Regions from separate parts of the Capsicum annuum genome. Here region 2 is linked to region 1. Evidence: chromatin contacts called from public Hi-C data. All regions are on one chromosome and are shown on one strand. Each heading gives the region's core, a stretch centred on a gene start, on an enhancer-like site or on the middle of the called end of the contact. The rest is flanking DNA. Distances are from core to core; before and after follow the strand shown.

What was found. Hi-C and Micro-C count contacts between places; a contact is called where the count stands out from the background.
Region 2: a contact with region 1 is called in a Hi-C map of leaf, with 1.7 times the contacts expected there. The contact joins two enhancer-like sites. A contact is called at or near these places in 2 of 5 Hi-C or Micro-C datasets (leaf and placenta).

The regions. Positions count from the first base shown.
Region 1 is chr10:18,367,885-18,375,738 of UCD10Xv1.1, reverse strand. It overlaps LOC107845698 (a long non-coding RNA gene), which reads left to right. Exons shown (of 4, transcript XR_007046145.1): 2 at 637-1,148; 3 at 6,240-6,341; 4 at 6,419-6,826. Among protein-coding and RNA genes, the nearest start is that of LOC107845698, 6.2 kb to the left of the region's middle. Within about 2 kb of position 4,143, at least 1 of the 5 cell types and tissues checked has an H3K27ac peak or open chromatin away from gene starts, as enhancers often do. A contact at or near this core is called in leaf, where this site is marked.
Region 2 is chr10:18,611,748-18,619,601 of UCD10Xv1.1, reverse strand. It overlaps LOC107845399 (protein FRIGIDA-ESSENTIAL 1), which reads left to right. Exons shown (of 7, transcript XR_007046147.1): 6 at 1,491-1,667; 7 at 3,070-3,321. Among protein-coding and RNA genes, the nearest start is that of LOC107845399, 32 kb to the left of the region's middle. Within about 2 kb of position 3,026, at least 4 of the 5 cell types and tissues checked have an H3K27ac peak or open chromatin away from gene starts, as enhancers often do. A contact at or near this core is called in leaf, where this site is marked.

The DNA.
Region 1 (7,854 bases), core at 2,894-5,393:
GAGTTAAAATTAAGATTTTGGGTGGGTAAGTTAATTCTGCTCTTTTTTACATTTTTCCAAGTCAAGACAGAGCTATGAGGGACTGGCTTCAAAAAGCAAAAATGCTAATAATGTTTTGATGTTGATATCATTTTCTCTCTAACAAATAATGAGTCAAGTGAATAATAATGTTTTTATTTGATTGGTTTTAATATCGTTTGTTAATTTTAAAGTTCTTTGTCTTCATTGCCAAATAAACCTTTCAGTACAGGAAAGATTAGTTTTCTAAACTATATTCACGACTCCACTTAGCAGTGTGTGAATGGAGCATTCCCAATTAATGAAGAAGATGGTAGCGTAATTCAATGCAGACTTTTATCTTGGTTCGATTGGTGAACTTTGTTATGTTATCAAGTTATTGGCTTACTATAGAATAGAAAATAGTTCCCACATATTTATTTGGTTTATAGTTCATAAGTTGTCGTCTAACAACAACAATAACATACCCATTATATTCCCACATAGTGAAGTTTGGGGAGGATAGAATTTATGCAGTCCATATAGTGTCCTACATTACTATAATTTTACAATTTAGATGCAGGTTTTCATTTATGGAATATTAATGTTGGTCATATTATTATTTATTGATTCAAGTAGCTAGATACTTGATCACTGGAATTTGGATCCTCAAAGATTGGCCTATACACAAAAAGACTTAGCGGCTACTTTACTCTTTGGAAGGGTTGAAGTTGAGGTTCCTACTCAATTTCAAGCATGGGGTTCAACAGCTCCTAAAAGTAGCTTGGAGGAAGCAATTTTTTTGTTGTTCGTACTTATGAGCAAAATGCTAAATGGTCAAATAGATTGGGATTCTGAAGTTATGAGGCATTTGACGTTCGCGCTGATAATTTCTAGCAACTTTGTGTCTGTTGCAGATCATATTGAGTAGGTTATTCTCGCAATTTATACCTGAGCAGAAAGGTGGTATCTACTTTCTCTTTGTTATAGTGCGCCTTGCACTACTTCAAGTTGCATACTACAGGCGTGTAAGGTGGTTACTTATTACTAGCAGCGAAAGTAGTTTGACTATTGTCATCAATATATTACCGTAGTGCTCATGGTTTTTGAGAGTATTGTGATTCATGAGCGACTTGAATTGTGTAAAACAGGTACGCTAGCTAGCCCTTTTAATTTATTCATTGGTTCATGCATTAGAGAGGGATAGACAGTTTTTGGTACATTTAATCACTTCGGACTGGACTCTGGAGAAATATTTGTCCATGTTTCCATATCTAGTGCTGGATAAGGTCTTTTGCAGAAAATTGTTAATAGAATCTCGATTTATCTTCAAAGAAATGGCAGATTACATTCTCTTGCAACATATTGGAGACATTGTGAAGTTTGTTCTTGATGTTTTTAAGGAAATTATTTTTTTCTTCATTTGAAGTTATTGACAGATGGATCCGATTTGTCACCAGAATTAGTGTTAAGGAACTAACTCTTAACATGTCCGATAATACTATTTATAAAATCCCTTCATATGTATTCAATTGTCCAACTTTGACACATTTGCAACTCTTCAACTGTATTTTTCTTTCTTGGCTTCCAAAATCTTGTAAGCCTCAATCTGTAAGAAATAACCTTTGTGTCAACCTCAGGTGGTTGTGTTATCAATGCCCCCTGGATTGATAATTTAAACTTGAAGTATTGTCGTGGCACTGAATGCCTGAATATTATTGCATCAAATCTAAAGCTCTTGTGTTACTCGATTGCTCGAACCACAAGGATTCGAGGATCGAGTTGATTGCTCAGGAGTTAACTCGAGGATACAATCATAAGGAATGGGTTTATTTCATATCCTGCTGTAGTTGAGTGATTACATCAACTATTAATAGAAAATAGAAGTTGATCAGTTATTAGTATTCTAACTAACTGAACAGTTGTAGCTAATAGACTCCACTAACTGCTCTTAACTAATTTCTGGAACTCAACTACTGTATCAACACTGCATTTAACTAACTTTTGAATTCTAATTTCCATTTCTATTTACGATAACAGTACTCCCCCCTAATACAAGATCTTTGTCCTACGACAAAAGATGGAAAATGAGTCTTTAACACAGTAAAAAATTCCCAGGTGGCTGCATCAGTAAGAAGACCAATCCATTTCACCAACACCTGAGCAACAGCTTTGTTGCCTTTCTTGATCATCCGTCTTTGCAAAACAGACTCAGGCTGAGGACAGTTTGGATTAGCCAAATCCCAGTAGGTGGGTAAGATATAGTGGTAGGTACTTCATAACACTTTTTCAACAAGGAAATATGAACCATAGGGTGGATTTTGACAGAAGTAGGTAACAACAGAGTGTAGGCCACAGGACCAACCCTTTTTATGATCTGAAATGGTCCATAATCCTTGGACGCCAGCTTATGATTAGAGTGTTGCGAGATAGTAGCTTGATTGTAGGGTTGTACCTTTGAAGTAGACCCAGTCTCCAACATCAAAATGTCTATCACTCCTATGTGAATCAGCCTGTTGTTTCATCCTCACTTGAACCCTGAGCAAGTGGTGCTTCAATAGTTGCAGCTTAAGCTCCCTATTAAGTAGTGTCGTGTCAACATCAGTAGAAGCTGATTCACCTAGTAGATAAGGAAGATGAAGAGGAGGAGGAGGACTATATAATGCCTTATAAGGAGTAGTCTGAATAGCCAAGTGAAAACAAGTATTATACCAATACTCGGCCATCGGTAAGCAGGCAGACAAATTAGAGGAATCATCACTACAGTAGCATCTTAAATAGGTCTCAAGACATTTGTTCAGCACCTCAGTTTGACCATCCGATTAAGGATGGTAGGCTGTGGAAGTATGCAGCAACACACCTTGAAGGCCTAAGAGTTCCTGCCAAAAGGAGCTGAGGAAAACATCCCTATCACTTGTAATAGCATCTGGTAGACCGTGTAACTTCACAATATTATCGAGGAACACCTAAGCGACATAGTGAGCTGTATAAGGATGTTTCAGGGGAAGAAAATGGCCATACTTGCTCAATCTGTCAACCACTACCAAAATGACCTCATATCCATGAGATTTGGGTAAACCATCAATGAAATCCATCCTAATTTGAGACCATACTATCTCAGGGATGGGTAAAGGTTGCAGTAAACTAAGGTAAGCAGTAAGATTTGATTTATTTTTCTGACATACGTCACACCTTTGAATGAATTCCTTCACTTCTATTCTCATGTTCTTCCAATAGAATAGAGTTAGTAACCTCTTGAGAGTAGCTTCCAATCCCGAATGACCTCCATGAGGACCAGCATGCCATAGAGTTATGATATCAGTTCTCAGACTCAGAACTTTACCAATCACTAATTTACCTTTCTTTCTTAATTGACCCTGTAACCAAGTGAATTATTTATGAGAAGAAGGGTCAACCTATAAGTCTCCAATTAGCTTCTTGAGCTCAGGATCAGTATGCCAACTGTCTATAATAGCATCAAACAGATCTGTATTGGTAGGAGAAATAATAAGAGCAAGTAACTCGGCACCAGTGACCCTTGAGAGGGCATCAACCACTTTATTTTCAACACCCTTTTTATACTCAATAGTGTAGTCAAATGGCATCAATTTAGTTAGCCATAACAATTGTGAATTTGTATGCAATTTTTGTTCCATTAAGAACTTCAATGCCTTTTGATCAATTCTGAGTACAATCTTCTGACCTAAAAGATACTGTGACCACTTAGTAACAGCCTGAACAATAGCAAGGAGTTCCCTATTATATACGAATAATACAGCATGTTTTGGAGACAAATCCTTGATAATAAAAGCTATAGGGTGATTTTCTTGCATCAATACAACACCAATACCATATCCGCTCGCATCAGTTTCCACAATAATTGGCTTGCTAGCATCAGGTAAAGCCAGGACAGAAGATTGAGTTAATGTATCTTTCAACTATACAAATGCATCATGAGCATCAGAATTCCATTTGAACCTCTCCTTCTTTGTCAAATTAGTAAGAGGCTTGCAGATAACTCCAAAACCTTGGATGAATCTCCTGTAATAACCAGTCAATCCTAAAAAAACCTCTTAACTGCTTCAATGTAGTAGGTTTAGGCCAATTCCTGACAGCCTGTATCTTCTGAGGGTCAATAGAAACACCTTCAGTAGTGATAAAATGACCAAGATACTCAATCCTATGAACACCAAAGAAGCACTTGCTTTTCTTAGCAAATAACTGATGCTCAACCATTTTCAAAAATATAGACTTCAGATGTACCACATGTTCTTCCATAGTTCTACTATAAATCAAAATATCATCAAATAAAACCAACAGATATTTCCTCAAAATCTTTTAAAATACAGAGTTCATCAACCCTTGAAAGGTTGCAGGGGTATTTGATAATCCAAAAGGCATGACTAAGTACTCAAAATATCCCGAATGAGTTCTAAAAACAATCTTAGGAACATCTTCTTTAGCCATCCTCAATTGATGATATCCTGACCTTAAATCAATTTTAGAGAAGACCTTGGATCCACCTAGCTCATCTAAAAAGTCCTTAACAATAGGGATTGGATACTTGTTTTTTACAGTAAACTTGTTCAAGCCCCCAATATAGCAACTGATAGCATTCTCTTTTGATAGGTTCACTCTTGTCAAAATTCTTTCAAAAACTGCTTGATATTCCCTTACATTTTCTGTCTGCTTAACCTTTTTAATCTCTTCCATGGGATCATCAAAATCAATCCCAAATCTCTCCACTAAAGCACCAACATACTCCTTCCAACTGATAGTTTATGAGTACTGTCTATACCTCATAAAAGAAATATGTCATTGGATTGCTTCACCCTCCAATTGTAATGATGCAATGTTAACCTTCTCATCAGCTGCAATATTCTCCATAGAGAAGAACTGCTCAATTTTGAACAACCAAGATCGAAGGTCATCCCTAGAAAATTTCAAGAAATCCATCCTTGGCCATCGCATGAAATGCGATTGTTGAAAATCCGAAGCAACATGAAAAGGAGAATTATTACCAAAATTAGGGCTCCTATCCTTTTTTCTGCGATTCCTCATTCCACTTTCATGGTCCTGTGTCTCTTTATGCACCAACGGAATGGTGTTCCCCCTATTTTCCCCCATCAATTGTTGTTTCAATTCCGTAACAGCATGATCCAAATTCTTCAATGATGAAACCTTGCCAACTAAATGTCCTACCTCTGTTACCAAGCTCTGCAGCATCTCACATAAATCCCCAATTTTTGCAGTAGCAGTTTCTGAAGTTGAGTCACCAGTTACTCTTGCTCCTTTCACCATTGTTGTCGAGGTTGAGTGGCTTTGATACCAATGTTACTCAATTGCAGGAACCATAAGGATTCGAGGATCGAGTTGATTGTCCAGGAGTTAACTCGAGGATACAATCATAGAAGAAGAAAAAGAAGAAGAAACAAAGAGAAAGATAGAGATAATTAAGAAAGAAGGAATGGGTTTATTTCATATCCTACTGTAGTTGAGTGATTACATCAACTATTAATAGAAAATAGAAGTTGATTAGTTATTCTAACTAACTGAATAGTTGTAGCTAACAGACTCCACTAACTGCTTTTAACTAATTTCTGGAACTCAACTACTGTACCAACACTGTATTTAACTAACTTTTAAATTCTAATTTGCATTTCTATTTACGATAACATCTTGATTGTTCAGAAATCGATATCTTAATCTACTTTGTCGAGTTGGATTTAGCTAGGGTTTTTAGACATGTGATCCTTTGGGTTTAAGTAAAGGAAGTTCATAGAGGGTATTTTTGGAATTTTCAGCATGAGTACAATCCTAGAGAAGCTGGGAGAATGTTGTTCTAGTTTGGAGGGGTTTGATATTGAGGATGGTGTTTGGAAATTGTGTTGTAGAGAGAGAAGATGCTACCTCTGATGCTTTCTTTCTTCTTTCTTTCCTTGCTCTACTACTTTCTGCTGCTCTCCGTAATTTCATTTTTAGTGGAGTAATTTTTTTTTTATTTTGTTGAGATGCTTGTGGAGGTCGATTTCGTTTGGGTAGTCTGCAGACAAGCAAAGATATTGGTTGTAGCTGGATTTAGGACTTTTTAATTGTTTTCTCTTATAAACCTTTAAACCACATCTGATTTTCTCTAGTACCCCTGCTCCTGCCCTTGCATCTCAAGGCATTAAGAATTGTTCTTTCCACGCCATCTTTTAGGACTTTATGGGACTTTACTGATGTGGAGCTCTAATCTTTAGGCCTTGCTCTAACTTCTATTGCCAGTCGAGTGCCAAGTCATCATGGTCATTATCATCATCATCCTAGAGCTCGTACTTCCCCATCTCTTGTAGTGGACTCAGGTATTATTTCTGTTACAGTTGATAATATCCTGTCAATCCTATGCTCATTTCCCTTTCTTTCATTGTTTCAACTTTAGGACAAAATGTGAACCAAAGGCAAAACATGAAAGGAGAATAGGATGAAGGACAATGTTGTTGTGTTGGTGAAACAAACTATCAAGTGTAACAGATGTTCCACCTTCATGTGTACTTAATGCATAATGTATATATAAAGCATGTGTTGTGCATTTAAATCGGGTTATAGTTTTCGGTTTATATGTCATAATGTTGACTTGTTTCATAGATGTCTAGAACTGTCTCATGGACCCCCTCATCCTTATTATTGACATTGTGGTTCCATGTTTTCTCTAACCTTTGGTACCAAAGTGCAGAACCTCAAGGGGTTGTTTGGTTCTCCGATAAGTTACATAGTGTTTAAGGTTGGGAGACTGTAATATGATGATTACTATGATTACTAGACTTAATTAATCTTGACGTTCATTATGTCACTTGTTTTTTCACCTTGGAACTTTAAAAATTATGATGTTTGTCTTACTTGGTCAGTATGTTGGATATATAATCAGTAATATATTACATCTTAATTATATATTTACGTTACAGCTAAGAGGCTCCCAGTAAAGACACTGATACTTTAGCGCATCCAAGAGAATGTATCACTTGCCATAAGATATTTTGGGTCAATATGTATATAAATGCAATGTTATCTGCAATATTACATATATTTCAATATTTTCCTGTATCAATCATATTAGCATGTAAATTTTTGCAATTAGCTTTATTTTTGCAATTAGCTTTATTTCTTTCCATGATACAATGCTTTGTTTTTGTTAAATTTCTTCACTACTATCATTTTGCAAAGAATTCAAAAATCAACAACCACTTGAAATATTAAATATTGGGCCCATGCTCAGCACGGGCCTTGCCCATCTAATAGCTTGAGAAAATTGAAGGAAAGGTGTCTTTTAAGTCTTGAATGAAGGATTGGTGACATTGACCAACAGATAGGGTCAAACATTATTAGATAGGGTCAAACATTATTAGAAAATTAGATCAAGTTAATTGTGGACTTGATTAATATTTTTAAAACTTTCTAATCTTTTCAAAAATACAAATCAACCCAACCCACACCCTATTTCATCCAAATCAACCTCTCTCCTCTCTCTCGAAGACTTCTCTCAACTCTCTTCCAACTAACAGTTCTGCAAAATTTCTCCCTTCAACCCCTGACGACTTCTACCTCCGACGATAAATAGTTGGGCTTTGAGTTCCCCTCTTCAATTCAATCAACCCGTCTCTCATCCCTTTCTCGACAACTTCTTTCAACTCTCTCCCAACTAACTGTTATGCAAATTTCTCAGTTCAATCCTCGGCGACTTCAACATCCGACTATAAATAGTTGGGCTTCGAGTTCCTTTTCGACTTCAATCGACATGACAGCCTTGCTCTCCGGCCACAACAGCTTCGAATTCTTCATCGGTCCTTTTCTTCTTTCACAAGTAAAAATTTATGGCCT
Region 2 (7,854 bases), core at 1,777-4,276, 240 kb before region 1:
ATTCCATTTGACATCATTGTGTTCATGCCAAGATTACCACTGCTAGAGGCCACTGATTTCTGACATTCATCACTAACTATCATAGCATAGGCTTGATTGACACTAGGAACTGGATCCATAAGTAATATTTGACTTCTTGCCTGATTGTAGTTTTCATTTAATCCCATCAGAAATTGGTATAACTTTTGTCTATTCAAGTGAGCCACAAACCCCCTTGATCCATCACAATTACAGCCAGGAGAGGGAACCAATGCCTCAAACTCATCCCACAATGATTTAAGTCTAGTGTAATACACAGGCACAGTAGAAGTACCCTGCTGCAGAGTCACAATTTCCTTATGTAGACTAAAGGTCCTTGATCCATCTACTCTATCAAATCTTTCTCTCAAGTCCTCCCAAACATTATAGGCAGACGAAGCAAAAGCAACCCCTCCAAGAAGACTTTTAGAGACACAGTTTAACAGCCAAGAGAGTACAATTGCATTAACTCTCTCCCATTGACCCCATAGCTCTTCATTAACACTTTCTTTTGTACAAGCACCATCAACTAAACCAATTTTATTCCTACCAAGTAAAGCTAAACGTATAGATCGACTCAATAAGGCATAATTTTCAGTCCCAAGTAACTGAAATGAGATCAAATTCACACCACTAATATCAGTAGGACTTAAGAACAAGGGATGATTATAATCAATACCTTGACTCGAATTCATCTGAGGATTGGAATTGTTAGAATTCCCTCCATTGGTTGATGTTGATCCATTTGCATAACCACGGGAGTTTAATTCATGCAGAAGATCTGCATTGGCATGTTCATTTCCAGTCCCCATTTGGGCAAATTCTTGAATGAACTGGACAGTAATTTCAACAAACAGTTCTCAATCTTCAGAACAAACAGTTCTTAATCTTCAGAACAGAATTGTTCTTTGATCTTGAAACCAAGAACTCTTTTGTGGAAGCTTTCTTTGTATTCTTTCTAAGAAGAACGATGATCGAGTTCAACACATGAAAGCTTGATCTACTCAGACTCCGATCGTTGCTTTGATACCATGTAGGTTTTTTTACCGTAAAAGAATGAAACAGTAACTGCAATGCAGCAGTACTCAATTTACAGAGAAATGGAAGAAACAGAGGGAAGAAGATGAAGTCATTATCTACTATATTGATCTTTTATTGAATGATTACGAATGAGGTATATGTGTGTATATATAGGCTGAAATAATTAGTAACTAACTACCTAATTAGTTAGAGAGAGAGTTAATCACCTGATTAAGGCTCAAGTAATAACTAAACTAAGTAGTTTCTTAGTTGTGGACTTAAATGACTAAACAGTCCCTATCTCTCTTATGTATTAACAGTAATTATGCACATAAGGTCTTACAAACGCTGTTAAGGTCAAAGATCTAATGAATGATAGCAAATGCTAAAGCACAGTTATTGTTTTGTTGCTCATTCTATGCTTCTCTAAGTTTTAATATGTGGAATTGCAGAAGAATGGAATCTCCATCTAGATGCTTGGATTGGATAGATTTCCCTAGAAGCATGTATTTCAGGAAGCAGTAGATCCTAATGCCGCAATATGCTCGCAGGAGCAATTGAGACTTATGGGGCAGCATATTTTGAAGGGATTGCTGGAGATGGACAGAGTAACTTAGCTACATAAGAAGGTAATGTGTGAGGATCCTATCTTATGAAAAGAGTCAATTTCATAGAATTCAGGGGTTATGTGCATATACTTCGGAACAGTAAGGCCACACTCCTGCTTTGGATGGATAGCGAATTCATAGAGATATATTCAGCAGATGCTTATCAGTAGTAATGACTGTTGATTCCTAAACCTTTATTTCTGCATATTGCATATATGAGTGCTTTTATCTTACTTTTTGGTCCATATTGGGTCATTCTGAAAACAGTTGACGCAGCCTTAACAAGCCGGACGGGCATAATGATCTGGAAACAAGCTAAAACCTTACCATATAGAAAACAGTCTCTGCCAGAGGCAGAGCTAGGATTTTGTTTGTCGGTTCTGGTCCACAATTTTTTTGGCTTATTGGGTTCTAGAAAGATTATTCGTACATGTTGAACAAAATTTTAAATACAAAATATAAAGAAGTAGGTGGCCAGTTGGAAGGAGAAAACCTGAGGTGCTGGATGAGAATGTAAGATTCGAATTTTGGCTTTTTAATGTATCTAAATGATCTATAGATCTCAATGGACTTAGTCTGAGCACTCTGCACGGCTAAAGTGTCATAGTACACGGAAAGGTACCAAGTGGTTCGATGAAGTTGGGATGAGCACCATGAGGTCTCCGGTTCAATTCTCAGCAGAGACAAACACTAGGTGTTTCCTTCCCATCTGTTCTAGCCTTGGTGGACAGAGTTATCTGGTACCTGTTGCTGGTGGGAGGTGGCAGGTATCTCGTGGATTTAGTGAGGCGCCCGCAAACCGGCCTAGACACCACGGTTATAAAAAAAAATGATCTATAGATCTCAATGGACTTAGTCTGAGTACTCCGCACGGTTAAAGCGTCACAGTACACGGAAAGGTACCATGTAATAGAGGCTATCATTGTCTGCCAGCTATGGTGCTTGGACTCGGAAAATTTTTTGTGACACTCATATTGGATCCTTAGAAAATGTACTACTTTTTGAGAATCCAATATAGACATTTTTGAAGAGTGTGAGCAAACATCGTTTGGCAGTGTATGGCCAGTTTATTGCTTATTGAACTGCAATCTAATTTGTGCAACTTTATTTCCTATTATATGTGTTTTAAAGTTTGCCAATATCTACCCAAAAATGTATAGCATTTGTTAGTATAGTAGGAACAAGAAGCAACTAATTTCCTATGCAAAGTAGAATGAGAAAGGAGCTAATCTATATTAAAGATCAATGAAGTCCGCATCCATATAGTCCACATCCAACGTTAATCTTGTACGAGTCTATTTTCTACACGTGGAACTGAAAGGTGTTTTTTCAGAAGCAACTAAAGCTTTCCTGCATATGTGATGGTCCTAGGTATGTAGGTTCGTTACTTCTCATTCCTAACATTGGAAATATTTTTTTGTAGTTTCTCGTTTGGAGTCCAGTACCTGTTTTGGGGCTCGTGGCCGGTATTAAATGTTAAATCGGAAAGTTCCACTTTGGGGATAAAACCTCCTTGTCAAAGCTGATTTCTTTTCTATTTGAAATCTTTAATCAAGGATGGTGAGTACTTGTTAGCTTGATAGATATGAGAAAGGTTTTAATTTCTTCACAGTACTACTTCAATTGACTTTGATTTTACTAATGATTAAATCGTGAAGTTTGGATTCAAGACGAACTTGATAACGAGAGTCCGTGTTTAAAAATTCTTTGATAGTGCCAAGATTATGCATGTTTACATCACGATTGATCTTTGCTATTAAAGAAATCTTCGAACAATTTGGATTAAAAATGTTGTGTTGGATTTTTTCTTAAAAGTTTCCACCAAAACTAAATGAAACAAGAAAATAATTTTCTTGTCAATGCTACTTTCTCTTTTGGCTTGTGTTACTCACTTTCAATAAAATATTTTTCTCGGACTTTCTTTGGGATTCTTTTATTATCATTTATTAATACATAAATATATTTTGTAACTTGGCTTTGATTTGTATCTACCTCCAACTTTGGATGCGCACTAGTAGATATTTAAATTTGTAAAAAGTTGAACAAGTGGACACATGCGTCCTATGTGGTGTTCTACACGGCCAATTTGTGTCCTACTTGTATTCTGCCACATAGAACACATGTATCTCATTGTTCAATTTTATATAAATTTAAATGCTTATTTATACATATTCAAAGTGGGTCATAAATATTAGCTGAGACCACTTTAAAGAACATGCTTATGTACAGTTTATTGGAAGAGTAGGCAGTCAATTTCATTCTCCTGATTACGTAAAGGACATAAAAGATCAGTAGATATGCCTCATCTAGCAATCCAATCATTTGTACCAAACCTCATCATAATAGACAGCTTAAGCATAAATATTCACCTTGGACAGCTAGAGAGGAGAAAAAAGATAAGGACAAAAAAGAGAAGATTGGGATATCATTACTTTTGTGTAAATAATAAGAGGTGACGTGTTAATAACTCGATCAATTCTGAGTATATATTCTATTACCTTCATTGATAATAGCCAAAAATCTCGGGCATATGTTATTCTTATGACTTCGTGAATAACACTAGCTTTGAACAACAACCTCATTCATTCTAACAAGTACTTATTGCCCAATTTTCTTTAGATCTAGTCTAAGATCCGTATATAAGATTGTTTTAGCTTATCTCCTTCTAAAGTGGTCCTTCCCATGCTAGGAGTCTTTTTAAACTCTTGAACTAGAGAGGTCTCTTTTCAAGCGGATGAGTAGAAATTGAGTTATAAAAGAAATCTCACACGGAGATCAGTGTACCAATAGATTTATACCAACCCATTGATGGTAATTATGAATAAAAGAATTCTAGATTCAATATATTTTTATCAGATAATGTCGACATACTTTTCAAGAGGATGAGTAGAAATCGAGTTATAAAAGAAATCTCACACGAAGATCAGTGTACCCATAGATTTATACCAACCCATTGATGGTAATTATGAATAAAAGAATTTTAGATTCAATACTTTTATCATTGTGAGATTAAATCAATCACATATTAAGTATCAACAATATTCCTAACATATCTGCAATTTGAAATGTTTCTAGCAAGATCTATAGAACTATGATTTTGATTTGTAGTTGATAATTAGATCTATCAGGATTTCTCTTCGATACTTATACAAGTCACATCCTGATGTATTTTTGGATATTTATGTTTAATATTTTATCTGTGGACTGTAAATTAGTATTGGTAAAATGAATTTAAAAAAATCTAAGTATCTGCTTAGTTAAAAACGGGTTTCGGATTAAATATGGATCATATCCATATTATCCAACTTAGAAAATGTAAACCAAATACCAGTAGGTCAAAAATTGGCTTTAGCTCTGAGTCATTTTCACTCTTTCAATAAAAGCAGAACAAAGCAGTTTTTACATTTGTAATAGAAAACACACATTGCGCTTTTCTTTCCTCCCAAATGACATTATTTTCTCCGATTGATAGGACCCTCCGCTAACATCCACTTGGACAAAACAGCTTTTAAGGTCTCATCATTTTGGTGGATCATTGAGCCTGATAATTTTTTTGCTGATAAAAAATTATTATTGCAGTTATAAAATATGTATATTTTAATACGAACTTCAACATTAAGTTCAAGAACTATTTCAAGAACTAAAATGAAGTTCCAACAACTTCAAACACAAGTTCAAATGAATAATCAAATGAACTATCAAAATGAAGTGTTTATCGACTTTAAGAAGTAAAGATGAAGCAGAAAATGTAATAAAGTCCATCGATTTCACGATATATCCTTAAGGAATTTATTCTCCTCAAGTACTCGAGGTTATGAAATCTTTTCTTGTAGGATAAAATGATCTCTTTAAGAAAATAGCGGTACCTCAAATATTTTGAAACTTCGAACTCTTGATGATCACACAAGAGTTTTTAGAAGAGGAAGAAGATTGTTTTTCCAACTTAAAATCTTTTCTTTACCTGAGGTAAAATTCATGTATTTATAGTCATCAAGGTGTTACTTCCTGAAGAGAAGCAATGGTTCAAAAAAGGTGCACCTCTTTATAAAGGTGCAATTCTTCGGAAAAAGTGTAACTCTTCGAAAAAGTCACAACCCATTAGAAAGGTTATAATCATCCAAAGTGAAAAGGTTCCTATTCAAATTGCATCATTTCTCTTGGTGTCTTTTTTAAAAAAACAGCTAGTCATTTTTTCATTCACACCTCTTACAAATGGGGAATGACTATATTATTAAAAAAAGAATATAACGACAAGTGTGTGATCAACAAGGAAAGACTGATTGCATCGGGATAAATATTTTTTCCTTTGAACTTTTCGTAGTGAACATGCATCGGATGCACTCGATTAACGGTAGATGTGATATCTTTGAACCGTCAAACTGTAATGTACACCTAGACTACACAAGTTACAGAACCAACCATTAACCATTTATGATTCTCACGGTTTTGTTCGTTTCAGCCATGAACACGTCCTGATTTCATGAGAGCGTAGAGAATAGGCTTTTACTTACATTCTCCTTGAAGTGATTTCCACTTTGTCCTCACATAGGTGATTTCTAAACGTTAATTATATAGATCAAACTATTTGGTCAAACCTGTCAAACTTAGAAACCATTAAAAAGCTTCAAACCATAAGTCTTATCCTTATTCTATGAACATTGTCTTCATCATGAAATGGGTTGAGTATCTTGACAATGTTGAACCGCCAGTCACAATTTTGTTTGATCTTCTTGAACCTAACTCTTGGGATCTCCAGTCTATTAGATAGAGTTACCATCATGCTGACTTGTCCTAGGCCTTAAACCCATTCTCTTTGATGGTCTCTCAACTCACTCTCTAGATATGCCTTTTGTAAGTGGATTCGACACATTATCTTTTGACTTCACATAGTCAACAATGATAATTCCACTAAAGTGTAGTTCTCTAACGTTATTATATCTTCGTTTTATATGACGAGATTTACCATCGTACATCATGCTTCTGCCGTACCATCACCGTATGACTATCACAGTATATACATATTGGTGCTAAAGATTTGGGTCAATAAGGAATATCTTTTAAGGAATTTCAAAGCCATTCAGCTTCTTCATAGGTTTTATCTAACGCGATAAATTCAGATTCTATTATAGAGCGGGCAATACATGTCTGTCTGGATGATTTCCAAGAGATTGCTCTTCCACCTAAAGTAAATACATATCCACTTGTGAATTTTACTTCATTCGATTTGGTTATCCAATTTTGCATAACTATACCCTTTAGTTACCATTGAATATTTATTATAATGCAAAACATAGTCTTGAATATATTTTAGATATCCCAAAACTCTTTTCATTGTCATCCAATAAGTTTGATTGGGATTACTTGTGTACCAACTCAATTTACTAATAGTGATACAAGTCAAATGACCGCCTTAGCTTTCGATGGCATTATTCAAAGTTACTACGTGAAGAATCAAGCTTTGATCACATGGAGGGCCCGGGGTCATACTTGAAGGGGTCGTCTTGAGCATGCCATTAAACAAACCCGAGTGTGGATGATTGCTTGGAGCCTTGAAGACTTGAGGACTCTCGGGTTTAGGCCATACTTAGTGGTTCACGGTTTTGGTTCCCTTTATTCAGGGCATTTTAGTCATTTAGACTTGTCTAAATCACACTCCATGGTCACCCCACCTCATTAAGGGCATTGGAATCATTTTTTCCTTCTTGTGTAATATACTATTTATAGTCTTTTTAGGTCTTTTTTCTTTAGTTTTTTAATGATGAAAATATAAGACGTTGAAAATCCTGTCTCATGAGAGTAGACCACCTTAGTGTAGTTCTTAGTTAGGGCTTGTATTAGCCATTGTAGTTTAGGGCTTAGAAAAGTCAATATTGTTCTTTGCTTGGAAACAATGGGTCTTGAGGTGAGTTGATTCTCTTGGCGGTCACCATAAGAGTGTGGTGTTGTTGAGTTTAATATACTCTTTAGTTCCTATTCTTTGTAATAACCTATGTCTCACTATCTATTTTTATCTTTCTTGCAATTGTGTTAGTGTTTGTATCTTGTAATCGTTTGTTCTTATTAAATCTGAATCTTGTGTGTATTGTTTTCATCTTGTTATTGTTGTATTGTTGTTTTTGTGTTAAAACACCTTGTAAATTCGTGATACTTGTGTTATTGTTGGCCAAAAGTATCACTCAGGGGTTCTCGGGTTGCTCTCAATTTGTGG